Regions from separate parts of the Sus scrofa genome. Here region 2 is linked to region 1. Evidence: chromatin contacts called from public HiChIP or PLAC-seq data. All regions are on one chromosome and are shown on one strand. Each heading gives the region's core, a stretch centred on a gene start, on an enhancer-like site or on the middle of the called end of the contact. The rest is flanking DNA. Distances are from core to core; before and after follow the strand shown.

Evidence for each region. HiChIP or PLAC-seq counts read pairs in DNA pulled down with a chosen protein or histone mark.
Region 2: a contact with region 1 is called in an H3K27ac HiChIP or PLAC-seq map of skeletal muscle. The contact joins two enhancer-like sites.

The regions. Positions count from the first base shown.
Region 1 is chr13:127,435,368-127,442,278 of Sscrofa11.1, forward strand. The region is part of intron 8 of P3H2 (prolyl 3-hydroxylase 2); the gene reads right to left. Among named protein-coding and RNA genes, the nearest start is that of P3H2, 130 kb to the right of the region's middle. Within about 2 kb of position 5,549, at least 10 of the 83 cell types and tissues checked have an H3K27ac peak or open chromatin away from gene starts, as enhancers often do. A contact at or near this core is called in skeletal muscle, where this site is marked.
Region 2 is chr13:127,545,897-127,552,710 of Sscrofa11.1, forward strand. The region is part of intron 1 of P3H2 (prolyl 3-hydroxylase 2); the gene reads right to left. Among named protein-coding and RNA genes, the nearest start is that of P3H2, 23 kb to the right of the region's middle. Within about 2 kb of position 4,980, at least 30 of the 83 cell types and tissues checked have an H3K27ac peak or open chromatin away from gene starts, as enhancers often do. A contact at or near this core is called in skeletal muscle, where this site is marked.

The sequences.
Region 1 (6,911 bases), core at 4,299-6,798:
TCTCCATCTTTTTCCCATCACCTACTGACTCCAAATGGTCTGGCTTTTTCCTTTCCTTTCCTTTCCTTTCCTTTCCTTTCCTTTCCTTTCCTTTCTCTTTTTAGGCCCACACCTGCAGCATATGGAGGTTCCCAGGCTAGGAATCAAATCAGAGCTGCAGCTGCCCGACTACACCACAGCCACAGCAATGGCAGATCTGAGCCTCGCCTGTGACCTACACCACAGCTCACAGCAACATCAGATCCCTAACCCACCAAGCAAAGCCAGGGATCAAACCGAAGTCCCTATGAACACTAGTTCATTACCGCTGAGCCACTACGGGAACTCCAATGGTCTGGCTTATAGAATATTTATTTTTCTCTGCCCTCTAGGTACATACAGATCCCCCGCAGAAGAGTTTCCTGCAGGCACCTGCTTTCTTCCTGGGCAGAGTCTAAAACTTCAGGATATTAATCCCATAGAGTCTCTTCAGAGGGTGATGCTTGGGGCTTTGTTTTAGGTGTTAAAATTACAAAAGCTAGACCTGACTTGCTCCTTTGCTCACAGAGAACAGGACCGAAGGACAAAGCCTCTGATGAGGAGGAAATCTTCAGATGTAGCCAAGTACAACCTCCTTGAACCAGAAAACTGAACAGGAAAGCAAAACACTGTTTTTCTCTTCTTTATAATACTCCCAAGGAACCTGAGAGGTGCCTGTCAGCCACAGCACCCCATCTGGAGGGTGTGTGTTGGGGACGGCATGGGCCCTCCCACCCGCCTCTGGTCAAGCACTGGCATCAGCACACTGGTCCAAAAGACATCATCGAAGGAGAAAGAGGCAATTGAAATTGATGTCTACTCTACCTGTGAAGTAGATAGTTGAACTAGGTACCAGTACTAAGTGCTATTAGTACAGTTAGAATTCGAGTTCCCGTGGTGGCGCAGTGGTTAGTGAATCCAACTAGGAACCATGAGGTTGCGGGTTTGATCCCTGCCCTTGCTCAGTGGGTTAACGATCCAGTGTTGCTATGAGCTGTGGTGTTATTGCTATGAGCTGTGGTGTAGGTCACAGACGCAGCTCGGATCCCCTGTTGCTGTGGCTCTGGCGTAGGCCGGTGGCTGCAGCTCCGATTCGACCCCTAGCCTGGGAACCTCCATATGCCATGGGAGCGGCCCAAGAAATGGCAAAAAGACCAAAAAAAAAAAAAAAAAAAAGAAAGAATCACTACAGCCCATGATTCATGGAATATTCAAATAATGGGACAGTATTTCTGAGTCTTCAGTAGTTTATGGTTATCTGTTAAAGCAAAAGTTCCCTAAGGAGCTCCAGTGGTGACAAATTATTTGTCCTGAGACTTTCCTTCCATATTCACAATCATAAAACTATGAAGGCAGTTTTTATTTCTATAGCTTCATACAACACTAATACCCCAAAATATACAAGATTAAATAAAAGCAAGGCCATAAAACCAACTAAATGCAAATTAACAGTATTATTAAAATGATTAAAGCTATTTGTGCAAACTACAAAGCAATGTTCCACAGGAATATTCTACTAAGTGATCTGGCCCAGGTTCTTCTGAGCTAGCTTGCCTCCGCAGGCTTTTGGTGTGTAAGAACACATTCCATTACGACACTTCTCTCTTGAGCCGACTCTAGAATCTTAGTGTACCATGATGAAGTCTGGCCCTCATCTGGTCCTAATACATCATTCCTAAATTTGTTCCACTTCATTTCTTATTCATCTTTGACCACTGAGGTGTAGTTTTCTTTCTTTCTTTCTTTCTCTCTTTCTTTCTTTCTTTCTTTCTTTCTTTCTTTCTTTCTTTCTTTCTTTCTTTCTTTCTTTCTTTCTTTCTTTCCTTCCTTCCTTCCTTCCTTCCTTCCTTCCTTCCTTCCTTTCTTCCTTCCTTCCTTCCTTCTTTCTTTCTTTTTCTTTTTTTTTAGTGTTTTTTAGGGCTGCACCTTAGGCATATGGAGGTTCCCAGGCTAGGGGTTGAATAGGAGCTGTAGCTGCTGGCCTATGCCACAGCCACAGCAACGCTGGATCTGAGCTGCATTTTTGAACTATACCACAGCTCATGGCAACACTGGATCCTTAACCCACTGAGCAAGGCCAGGAATCAAACCTTCGTCTTCATGGATGCTAGTCAGATTTGTTTCTGCTGAGCCAAGATGAGAACTCCTGAAGTATTATTAACTGACTTGCCAATGTGCTGGTAACCGCTACCATACCCACTGAGCTGGCTATAAGTAGTTACTCAGATGACCCCCTAGCTGCCCCTCTTAATTTTTTCAGCTGCCATCAAAATTTATAAATACAGAATTCCTTGGATTCCAGGAATACATCCACAAAATCCCAGTTGGTACCAAGCTTCTGGATGAATAGAAACAGATATCTATATATAGATATACACAGATATAAATATTCCTATGATTTGATATTTCTCAAACTTTGTTCTAAAGAAAAAGGTTTTAATGAAAAAAAGTTTCTGGGTCCAATATGTTTGGGAACTACTAGTTTAAATGAAACTGAAGAGGACTTCTTGGGACTTTAATATGTGAAGAGGCATTATAAATATCCTAAGTATTGACAGACCATGCACCAGTTCTCACCCTTAACTGAGCACAATACCCACTCTCCCTTCCTTCCTCCCTCCTTCTTATAGCAGAGAGATTGTAATTTGGCCCCTAATGACCACCACCTCCGGGTACTCATAGGCTTGTTGTGTACTTTGCTTCCCTCAAGTGTGGGTGGGGCCTGCAGCTTGCTTCTAGCCTATGGAAGATTGCAAAGTGATGGTATGTCTGTCACCTTGCTGATGGCATTACATAAAACTGCAAGTCCTACCTTGCTGGCTGATTCAATCGAATGCCTTCTCAGCTTGCAGAGTCTGGTGAAACAAGTGGCTGTATTGGACAGGTGCACATGGCAAGGAATTGGGTGCATCCTCCAGCCAACAACCAACCAGAAACTGAGGATAACAGTCGAACAGCCTTCGGGAACTGAAGTGTCATCTGAGCTTGGATGAAGATAGCTCCCCGGCTTTAGAAGGGACTTCAGCCCTCATCAGCACCTCATTAAAACCTTTTACTTTAGAACAAAGTTTGAGTCTTGTGATGGACCCTGAAGCAAAGCTATCCCTTCAGACTTCTGACCCACAGAAAACGTATGTCACTGTTAAGCTGCTACCCTTGTGATAATTTTTTTTCACTGCATGGGATCTCTTAAAAAGCATAATTTGTTTAAGAAAGATTGATCTAATCTATCTAGTTAATATTTATAGCCAAATTAAGGTTGTTCCTCAAACATCCAAGAGTGAACTGCATATTCCATTTCCTCTCAGAAACATAGAGATGTTCCTTCAACAAGAAAAAAAAGCTACTTGTAGGTTAGCTGGAAAGCATTTTATAATATAAAATTCACAGAGAAATGGAAGACAGATCAAGGGTTTAGTGAATGAGGGTGATGTGTACTTTGCCATGTTTTTCTCATTTTCTCTACTGAGGGTATATTACTTTAAATATATTTAGCTTCTTTTCAAACATGACTTTAAAAGTTACTTAAAACTAAAACATTCAGAAAAATGCCAACCATGCTAAAGCTCTGTATAAAGAGTTGTTATTATGATGGTGATTAATATTACGCTGGTAAAATATGTCTGGTGTATTGTGTTAAGTTCTGACTGAGACATCTGAATAAGTAGAGGGCATAATGGAGTGTATTTAAAAGAGGGATCCTGGGAGTTCCCATTGTGGCTCAGTGGTTAATGAATCTGACTAGGAACCATGAGGTTGAGGATTCGATCCTTGGCCTCGCTCAGTGGGTTAAGGATCCGGCGTTGCCGTGAGCTGTGGGGTAGGTTGCAGACGTGGCTTGGATCCCACGTTGCTGTGGCTGTGGCGTAGGTGAAAAGACAAAAAATAAAAAAATAAAAGAGGGATCCTGGGATATTGACAGTTTCCCCAACCAAGCCATAAGTGACATACAAAAATCAGGTGAAGGGACATACAGCAACACAGAGTCTCAAAAACCCAAACTGTAACAGGTGCAGGCAGAAGCTGTACTAGAAATCTGCCTTTCATGTAGCTAATGCAACCACCACTAAGCACAGATTTCTATACAGAGGTTTCCCACATATACATTTCACAAAAACACAAACAACTACCTACCCATTAACCAAAAGGAAAAACAAAATCCAGAAGGAAAAATAAATCCTGCCATTTAAAAAGCAAGTCTACTAGCTTCCAAATGACTAGTAGCACACCAGACAGAGAAAAACATTAAAATAAAAATAAAAACGTTGTCCAATAAGTTGTGGTTCCCAGGGCCTGATTTGATGGCTTCAGCCAATTCTTAACCACAGTCCAGGGAGATTTAGTTAAACAACTTAATTCTTCCCTCATTCATAAAGTATGTGCCTAGCTCTGACTCTCGATTTGCAATAAAGAAGAATCATCTAGGAAAATGCTCCTTTGTGTTCACTGCCTATGGTTCATGGCAGGAAGGCATATTTGACCACAAATACAAAGCCATGAAAGTTGGGACGGGAGTGTGCTAACAAGCTCTCATATGAACACAGCCCTTTACAGTTTACAGAAGACTTTCTCCTTCATCCTTTCCAAAGAGCTGCTCTCCTTCTTTTGCAGGTTGAGGATCATAGGGCTCAGGGAGGATGAGTCTCTAGTTATGCATCACTCTGGAGAACATCAAACTAAGATGATTCCTGGAAACTAAGCCTCCTGAATCCAAATTCAGTTATTTCTATTATACCCCCACTGACTCCAGGATTCTTATCAAGCAGGGTTTTTGGAAAACAGGTGGTTTAAAGAAGAATGGATAAGTGACAGATGTTTTCAGTAAGATGACATGTACATTCCATGGACTGAAGTCACTCTGGAAGGCAGGAGTCCTGGGCCACTCCCATTGTAATGGCTGGGAGCCATCCAATAGGAATTCCACTACATAACTAGTATGTAACCAGAGGACATGACAAACTCTTTGTGGAAGACAAGAAAAGCTGAAATATATTTTATCCTGGAAATATGAATCCCTTCGCACCTCCCTGACATCTGCTTTCAGCCCGAAAAAGATGTGAAAGTGTTTTCTGGTTGGGAACTTTGCCTCTGCCTACCACTGTTCCTAATTTAGACCTGATCTTAATCTCTAGCGATTGCACAGAAGCCTTTCCAGTAGATTCCCAGAGAATGTCCTAAGATCTATGAGCCCATTCAACTGCAGAAATGATAGAATCTGGTAACCAGTCAATCATGACTTTTCTTCATCTTGTGTAGTCTTCAGTTCTACTGTTCCCATTAGCTTTCCCAGCCAGTTTCTGGACATCAGATCCCCTGGTAGCCAGGGACAAAAAATGCTTTGAAATCTGGCAACTGTCCTGGAGTTTCCCAAACTTTGACAGCAAAGGGGTAGCTTACTGGCATGTATTTCCTGGGTGATTTCTCAGCTTAAAAAGCAACATGAACTCTGGCTGACCATGAGGTTCTCTGGCACTTGTAAAACAGCTTGGGCTTTGTGGCCACAAACTGAGGTCCAGGTCAGATTAGATGAGCATATTATCCTGTTTACTGCCTCAAACTGAGCTGGAAGCTGAGGAAGGAAAGGGCTGGGAAATGTGAGAGCCGTAGAGGGCCAGAAGTTTTCAAATTAGGCAGAGGAATGTGCTGACAGCTCTCTTGTTGGGGAAAGGAGGACTGTACTTCTCAAAGCAAGTTTTTAAAAACCTCTTCTTACCTTGCAATTATTTAATCAATAGGGGATGCATTTCGGATATCTAGACACTTCTGTGTTCTGTCATCAGATGAAGAAGAGAAAATGGGATTTGGATTCAAAAGCCTGCTCAACCTATTACAAGCTCTGAGACTTTGTTCAAGTCACTTAATCTCCATACGTCTCAGTTTTCTTGCCTATGAAGGGGGGACACTTGTCTCACAGGAGATGCTGCCAGTTTTAAAATGCAGTGTGTATAAATCTGTTTGTAAAATTTGAAAATATATAGAGATAATCATGATTGTTAAGTATTACTACTGCTGTTAGTATTATACTTGCTAATAATGGATTATTAGAAGAAGTTAAAACTATTTAGGAGTTCCCATTATGGCTCAATGGTAACAAACCCGACTAATATCCATGGGGATTTGAGTTCAATCCTTGGCTTCAATCAATGGGTTAAGGACCCAGCATTGCTGTGAGCTGTGGTGTAGATCACAGATGCGGCTTGGACCCCACGTTGCTGTGGCTGTAGCTACAGCTCTGATTGATTCAACCCCTAGCCTGGGAACTTCCACATGCTGTGGGTGTGGTGTATGTGGCCCTAAAAAGACTATACACACACACACACACACACACACACACACACTATATATATATATATATATATATATATATATATATATATATATATATAACACACATACATAGATGCATATAAATGTATAATTAAAAATAAATAAAATAAAACTATTTAGAAACGACTTTTAGCAACACCTCACTTAGCTCTCCACGCATTCTGAGGTTATCTAATGTCCTAATTTTGAGCCATCTCTGTGCCTTCATGGAAATTGTTTTATCCACTTGAACAGCCTGCCCTCTGCACTTCTGTCAATGCAATCAAATTCTGCTTATTTCTCAAAGCCCTGATCAGATATATACGCCTCAAGGACCACAGGTTAACTACTCTAATGTCTCCTGTGTCCTGTCTCTTCAAGTTCCTCTGATACACAGTCTATTCCACACTCTCTAGCACTCACCCAAGATGTGCGAGAAGTAAGCCAGGAAACCTCTCCAAGCTTCAGGTACTCAGCTGAGGACAGTGATGATCAGACAGTTCCCACCTGTGAGTGAACTTGGACGCACTTTTGTTGAAAACCAAAAATAGTGCTGTGTGTACCTGAGACATTTTTGGTTTTAAGCC
Region 2 (6,814 bases), core at 3,730-6,229, 110 kb after region 1:
GAAACTCAGTATCTGCTGCCTGTGATTTGACATTCTCTGTGAAGTGGGGAGGTGGGCTACTAAGCGGCTGGAATATTACAGAAAACACTGTGAAAAAGAAAGAGATAAGCTGACCTGAGCTCTATGTATCATCAAGGATGTGTAGCCATATTTCCAAGTAGGTTGAAGCCAGACTATGTTTCTATCAAGGAGGAAATGTGTCGGTTGAAATAGTATACAAGGGCCAAGGAGATAGATATTCAGAACAAGCTGCTACTAAAACAGCCCCCCTGCCATGTGTCCCTTGGCACAGCCTCTGTCAATCTTTGACTTGCTGAAAAGTGAAACCCTCTGCGGAGAGAGTTGGCTCAGCAAAAGAGCTAGTGCTTAAGAAAGACATAAAAATCTAGAAGATATTCCCATTAAGAGCTGCATCTTACTTGCATGGCTATTTTTAAAATTAAGAGGAAGGGCAAAGGACTTAGGGCATTTTTCCAAAGACAGAATGTTTTTCTAGTTATGTGACATTACAGAGCTTAAACTTGATTTATTAAGAGGATTATTCTTTCCGGAAGCCAGAACCTGAACTCTTTTCAGTCTTTCTGGTATGTGCCCTTTTATTTTGGAAGCTCATTTATTTGAAGCAATAAGTTGTTCTATTTTATTTAAGGTAATTAAGCACAAATAATTAGACTTTTAAAAAGGGCAAAGAGGAACAGACTGACAAGGGAAAGTCACATCCTCTCTCCCTATCCTGTTTTCTTTCCTATAATTTTTTGGGTTTGCTCATGGAATCACAACCCATCAGTTTCCCAGGCTCCAAATCTCTGGGTCAATTCCAATCTCTCTCTTTCATCTCTCCCTTCCTATTTCCAAAACCAACACAAATGCCTGTTAATTTCAATTTCTTAATGTCTCATACAGGTGCCTTCTTTTCACCTTTCCCAACACACCCCTCTACATTCTGTCTCTCATCAGAGCTTGTCTTCATAATTTGGGAGATAGAGTTACGCAGAGAGTGATGGATTACAGATTTGGGGACGTTAAATGATTCTGGACATCAATGCCTGTGAAAAAATATTGGGTAACAACAGCAGAAAACTGCTAAAAACTCTAAAACCCTAGCTGTGAGCACACAGTGACAGTTAAGTAGTAGCCCTCAAAGGCATGGCTGTGTGACATGAGTCTGCAGTGTTCAGCAAACAGGCATTGAGCGCTGCAAAGCTTGGCAAGATGGAAAGTTACCGAGGAGAGTAACTGCAATCTTTATAGCACAGCAAATGCCCCTGGAATCCTATACAAGTGAATAGTTAAAGAAGGCGTCTACGGGGTTGTTTTGGACAGAAAGGTAAATAAAGAGAAGACAGAAGGATCATGCCGTTGTATTTTAGATCCCACATATAAGTGAGAGCATATGGTATTTGTCTTTCCCTTTTTGACTTACTTCAATCAGTATGAGAATCTCTAGTTGCATCCATGTTGCTGCAAATGGCATTATTTTGACCCTTTTTATGATTGAGCAGTAGTCCATTGTAGACATGTGCATCTTCTTAATCCATTCATCTGCCAATGGACATTTAGGTTGTTTCTATGTCTCAAATATTGCAAATAGTGCTGAGATGAACGTACGGGTGCATGTATGTTTTTGAATGAAAGTTTGTTTGGAAGATGGTATGAGGAAAAGAATGCATATATATCTATGACTGGGGTCACGATACTGTACAGCAGAAATTGACACAACAATGTAAATCAACTATACTCTTAAAAAAAGAGAAAAGAGGAGGGAAGTACATTAAGGGAAGTTCTGAAATTCTAGATAGCTAGTCAGGGCAGAACCAAGTAAAGAAATTTGAGAAGATTAAAGGAACACTGTCAAAGCAATGCCTTCATGATGGCTGAATTCACAGAGGTTCGTAGTTGACAAAACCAAGGACAGTGATGAAATCACAAACCAGACGCTGAAGTCATCAAGAAAGATATCCAGAGGGGCAGGAGGGGGATTAGTAGCTGGTGAGAATGTAACAGGATGTGGGAATTCAAATAAGTGACTGTACAGGGAGTGTTGGTTTCCTTTGTTTTGTTTTAATATTATTGTCACCAGGATGAACAGTAAACACATTAGAAATATTTGAAAAGTTGGTGGCTTTTTAAAAAAAGTTTTGTGCAAAAAAAAAAAAAAAAAGGAGTTCCCGTCCTGGCGCAGTGGTTAACGAATCCGACTAGGAACCATGAGGTTGCGGGTTCGGTCCCTGGCCTTGCTCAGTGGGTTAACGATCCGGCATTGCCGTGAGCTGTGGTGTAGGTTGCAGACGCGGCTCGGATCCTGCGTTGCTGTGGCTCTGGCGTAGGGCGGTGGCTACAGCTCCGATTGGACCCCTAGCCTGGGAACCTCCATATGCCGCGGGAGAGGCCCAAGAAATAGCAAAATGACAAAAAATAAATAAATAAATACATAAAAAATAAAAAAAAGTTTTGTAAAGCTCACCACATGAATGTTTAATAAAAATTCTGTGAAAATGGAAGATTAATTGCTAGCCATTTATATTGTTCACTGACAGATTCCATTGAAGTTATGTAGGTTTCCTTTCACATGATGAAAAATACACACACCCTTCTCCCATTAACACCTCTGCTTCCGAGAAGAAAAATGGTTCTGGGTAGCATAAATCAAAGTAGCTTAGATTAAATCTGAGAATTTCACAAACATTGGTACAGAGCAACAGCTAATGATCTGATACACTTTTTAACCAGAGTTGAGAATGTGCTGATCTGGCAAATTAATCTCTATTCTATTGCTTATAACTGTGGGTCTACATACATTGCAAAAAACACTAAACAGCAATCTAATGCTGATAATATTCCTTCCACCCAGGAAAGCAAAATCTTTAGGCCACAACCTAACATCCACATCCATATCCGTTTTGAGTTACAAACAGGAAATCCCCAAGCCTCAAGCTACGTTTCCTATTTAGCTTTCTTCAAGCACTGCAGTCCTAGCCTTGGGATTCTTACAAGAGGCATTGCTTTGGGAAGTTATTTTCCATTTCTCTTGTATATCTGATGTCCTTCAATTCTATGACCCTGGTTGCTGGTAACGAGAACCATTCTAGATAGATCTGTCCTAATTTATGAAACAGTGAACCAAATTTAGCCTACTGATACACATTTTCCCTACAATTTCCATGGAACCCAGGCACAGTGCCATAAACATTGGGACAATGGTGGCCTTGGAAAGGCTGACTCAAGGTCAACAGTCCTGATGTAACAGTTGGGTTGTGCTTAAATACCAATATACCAACAACAACAGAGTACTAGGTTCCTTTGACATTCTGCCCAGCTCAAAATAGGAACTGATAAAGCTAGGATAATAAAAAGCCACCTTACACAGTACTTCACAATATACAGAGTACTTATACAGCCAAGACAAAGAAATATCTCCCCAATAATCCTACAAAGCAAGGAGACCAAGTATATGTATACCACCTCTCTTTATCATAAGAGAAATCTCAGATTAAAGATGTAAAATTATTTGTCCCAAGTCACGCAGCTAGAAAGGGACCAGGACAATTATCCAGATTTCCAAACTAGAATCCACAATTGTTTGGTTATATCAAAACAATTTTGCCATAGCCAAGACAAACCTAATCAATATCACAAATGTGAAAATTTACTAAAAAACAATAGAATCACAGAGTTCCCTTGTGGCGCAGTGGGTTAAGGATCTGGTATTGTTGTTGCAGTGACTCAGGCCACCACTGTGGCTCAGGTTCAATCCCCAGCCTCAGAACTTCTACACACTGCAGGTGCAACCCAAAAAAAAAAAAAAAAAAAAAAAAAAAAGAATCGGTATTTTCCAAAGTGTGATCCATTTGTTTTAATGGAAAAGTTAACTTGTGTTTCATGCTTATGACTTGTCAGGCATATCTAAGTACTTTACATAAATTAGCTCATTTAATTGTTATAGTACCTCTAAGAGTTGTTCATCTTATAGAGTGGAAAACCGAGACTTCTGTTCATCTTCCTGATGATGAAAGTGATTCTTAGAGGCATCCAATCACTTGCCCAAAGTTACAAAGCTTTATACATATACAGGAGCTTGAAGCTAATTTGTGTCTTAAATCCAAAGTCTGATGGCGTTCCCATCGTGGCTTAGTGGTTAACAAATTTGACTAGGAGCAATGAGGTTGAGGGTTCGACCCCTGGCCTCGCTCAGTGGGTTAAGGATCCAGCATTGCCGTGAGCTGTGGTGTAGGTAGCAGACGTGGATCAGATCCCATGTTGTTGTGGCTGTGGTGTAGGCCAGTGGCTACAGCTCCGATTAGACCCCTAGCCTGGGAATCTCCATGTGCCAAGGGAACAGGCCTAGAAAAGGCAAAAAGAGCAAAAAAAAAAAAAAAAAGTCTATAAAATATAAAGAAATATTCCTCAGAACAATATGGTGTTCAACATTTTGTTCATAATTCCCAATAGGAAAGAACAACAAATCCCATCCAAGACTTTAAAGAGCAAGGATTTAAGGGGAAATTTCTCTTGGGCCACATAGTGAGTAAGAACAGGAGAGGGCTAAGTCCATGAAGATATGTCGACTTAGGGGTAAGCTCAAAAGCAGAAACAAATGGTAATTCTAACTTGCTACAACTCAAGGGAAAGATGTGAGGATTCATGAAAAGCATAATCAAAAACCAAACCAAACCACATGTCATTATAAAACTATAAATCTCCTTCAATATCTTATCTTAGATTCTGGAAATCACGCAGTCCTTTAGCTGATCAGAGAATGAAATCTACACTGTGTACCAGTGTTTACACTGAGCCTAAGTAGAATGTTTACAAACCAAACCCAAACATACAGCAAGAACTGGACAAATATAATCAAGGCCCATACAACGGTCATTTCTTTTATGTGAAGTGGACAGTTGGGGCTATTATCCAGATGGCTCAAGGAAGAAAGAGAGGGCTGTGGATTCCACCTCAGCTGGGGAGAGCTTTTGGGTGATCCCACGTTCAGCTGTGACAGTGTGCTAGCTGTTGGCTGGAAACAGTATTCTAACACCCAGCCCCTCCCACCATGCTGTCAGCAATCAGTGAGCACAGACACACAATAGGGCCAAAAGCTCCCACAGATTAAAGACAGGAGCAAATGAATGAATTGTAATCTCTTTAGCTTGGAAACACCACATATCAGAGACAATAAAGACACAGAAGAGTAGCATCAGGAGGCCCTTGGAATGGAAACATTAGAATTCATAGCTTTGTGTTTACAAAGAAATTTGAAAAAAGAGTGCAGCTGTGACATGTTGGCAAGAACACTGGCCTTAGGGCCAGAAAAGCGCCACTGAGTCACAGCTCTGCCATTCTCTCAGTGTCTGACTGGACAAACCAGTGAACCCCTGCTTTCCTTCTCCCAGGGCTCTGAGGAGGAAGTGAGGACACCATGGCGGAAGGTCCTTCACAGATTTCCTAGCATGATGCAAGTCTGGGAGGTGATTATCTTCATTTCCATGGTAATGTTTACCACTCAGAAACAAAGAGAACCCAGTTCAGGAAGCTGAGAGCTGGGACATATTATGCAAGTTCTGACTCTGTCACTGAGATGCTGCAGGACTTAAAGGAAGGAATTGCTCTGATTTTTCCAATGCTGATTCTTCCCATGCATCTGGATATCAGAAATAACAATGCTGGCTTCTCATCTACAGTTTAGTAAAAAAGTTAATTAAGAGACTGACTCATAAAACAAACAGGCTATTGATTTAAGAAAAAATAATTTCAGTTTTGAATTTAAACCCTAACAAGGCACAGCATTGACTTGATTACAGCCCTATGGTCATGCCAGTTGTGACCTGAAAAGTAATAAGACCCCCTCTATGGGGTCGACTCAGACTTTCCTCCCATGTTCACCTTTCTTCATTTCTTTCCACCTCATGTATCACATCTAGGAATTCTACTCAAAGGCCCCAACTTAATTGCTCCTAGACTTCCCACAAACTGCCAGATCATCTTTGAGAGCTGATGTTATCATAGGAATTCAAAACAAGAGGGTGCAAATATCATAACCATTGGTCTTATCAAATAATTCCTGCTCCAAGTGTTGTTTTAAGCCAGAGCTTCTACTCCCTCCTGCCTCCCCACTCCCAGGAATAAAGGCATGCTTGGGTCTGGAATGTATTAAAGGTAGTTAGAGATCTTAAAAATTGCAAGGACAAAAAGAAACCTCTATATAGGCTCTCTTATGTCTGCACGGCCCATATGTGATTTATGTAAGCTCAAAAGCATTTGGAAAAATACTTTTCAGTCATATTATTGAACTTTATGGCTAGTATGGATGTTGTCATTGTTCAAGAAAAAATGAGCAGCTTTATGTGGTAAAAAAATATAAGAGAAATTTTTATTACTATAGTAATAGGAATTTTATGAGGTGAAACAATTTTATACAGTACACATATTCTTATATGAATTAGAAATTACTTGCTTTTACATTACATTTGTACAGAACTAGGACATTTTCAAAATTCCTTCCTAGATCCTTATTGTAAACCTGTTTCCATAGATAGAGTAAATATTAGGAGTATCCTCCATTTCATAAAAAAAGGAACAGTTTTAAAGATGTTAAAGACTTTTTCAGGGATCTGTGGAATCGGCCTATTGTTCTGTAATCAGGCTATGTACCATTTAGGATTTAAACAACACTAGGGTAGAGTTAATCTCATGCTACTAAATTAAAAATTAAGAGGTGAGGTCTGAAAATAACAAATGTCACAATTCTTTTAAGGTCACATAAGCAAGATGTGAGATGAAAGAATAGATGATAGCCCGTTAGAAACATGATTATGATTAT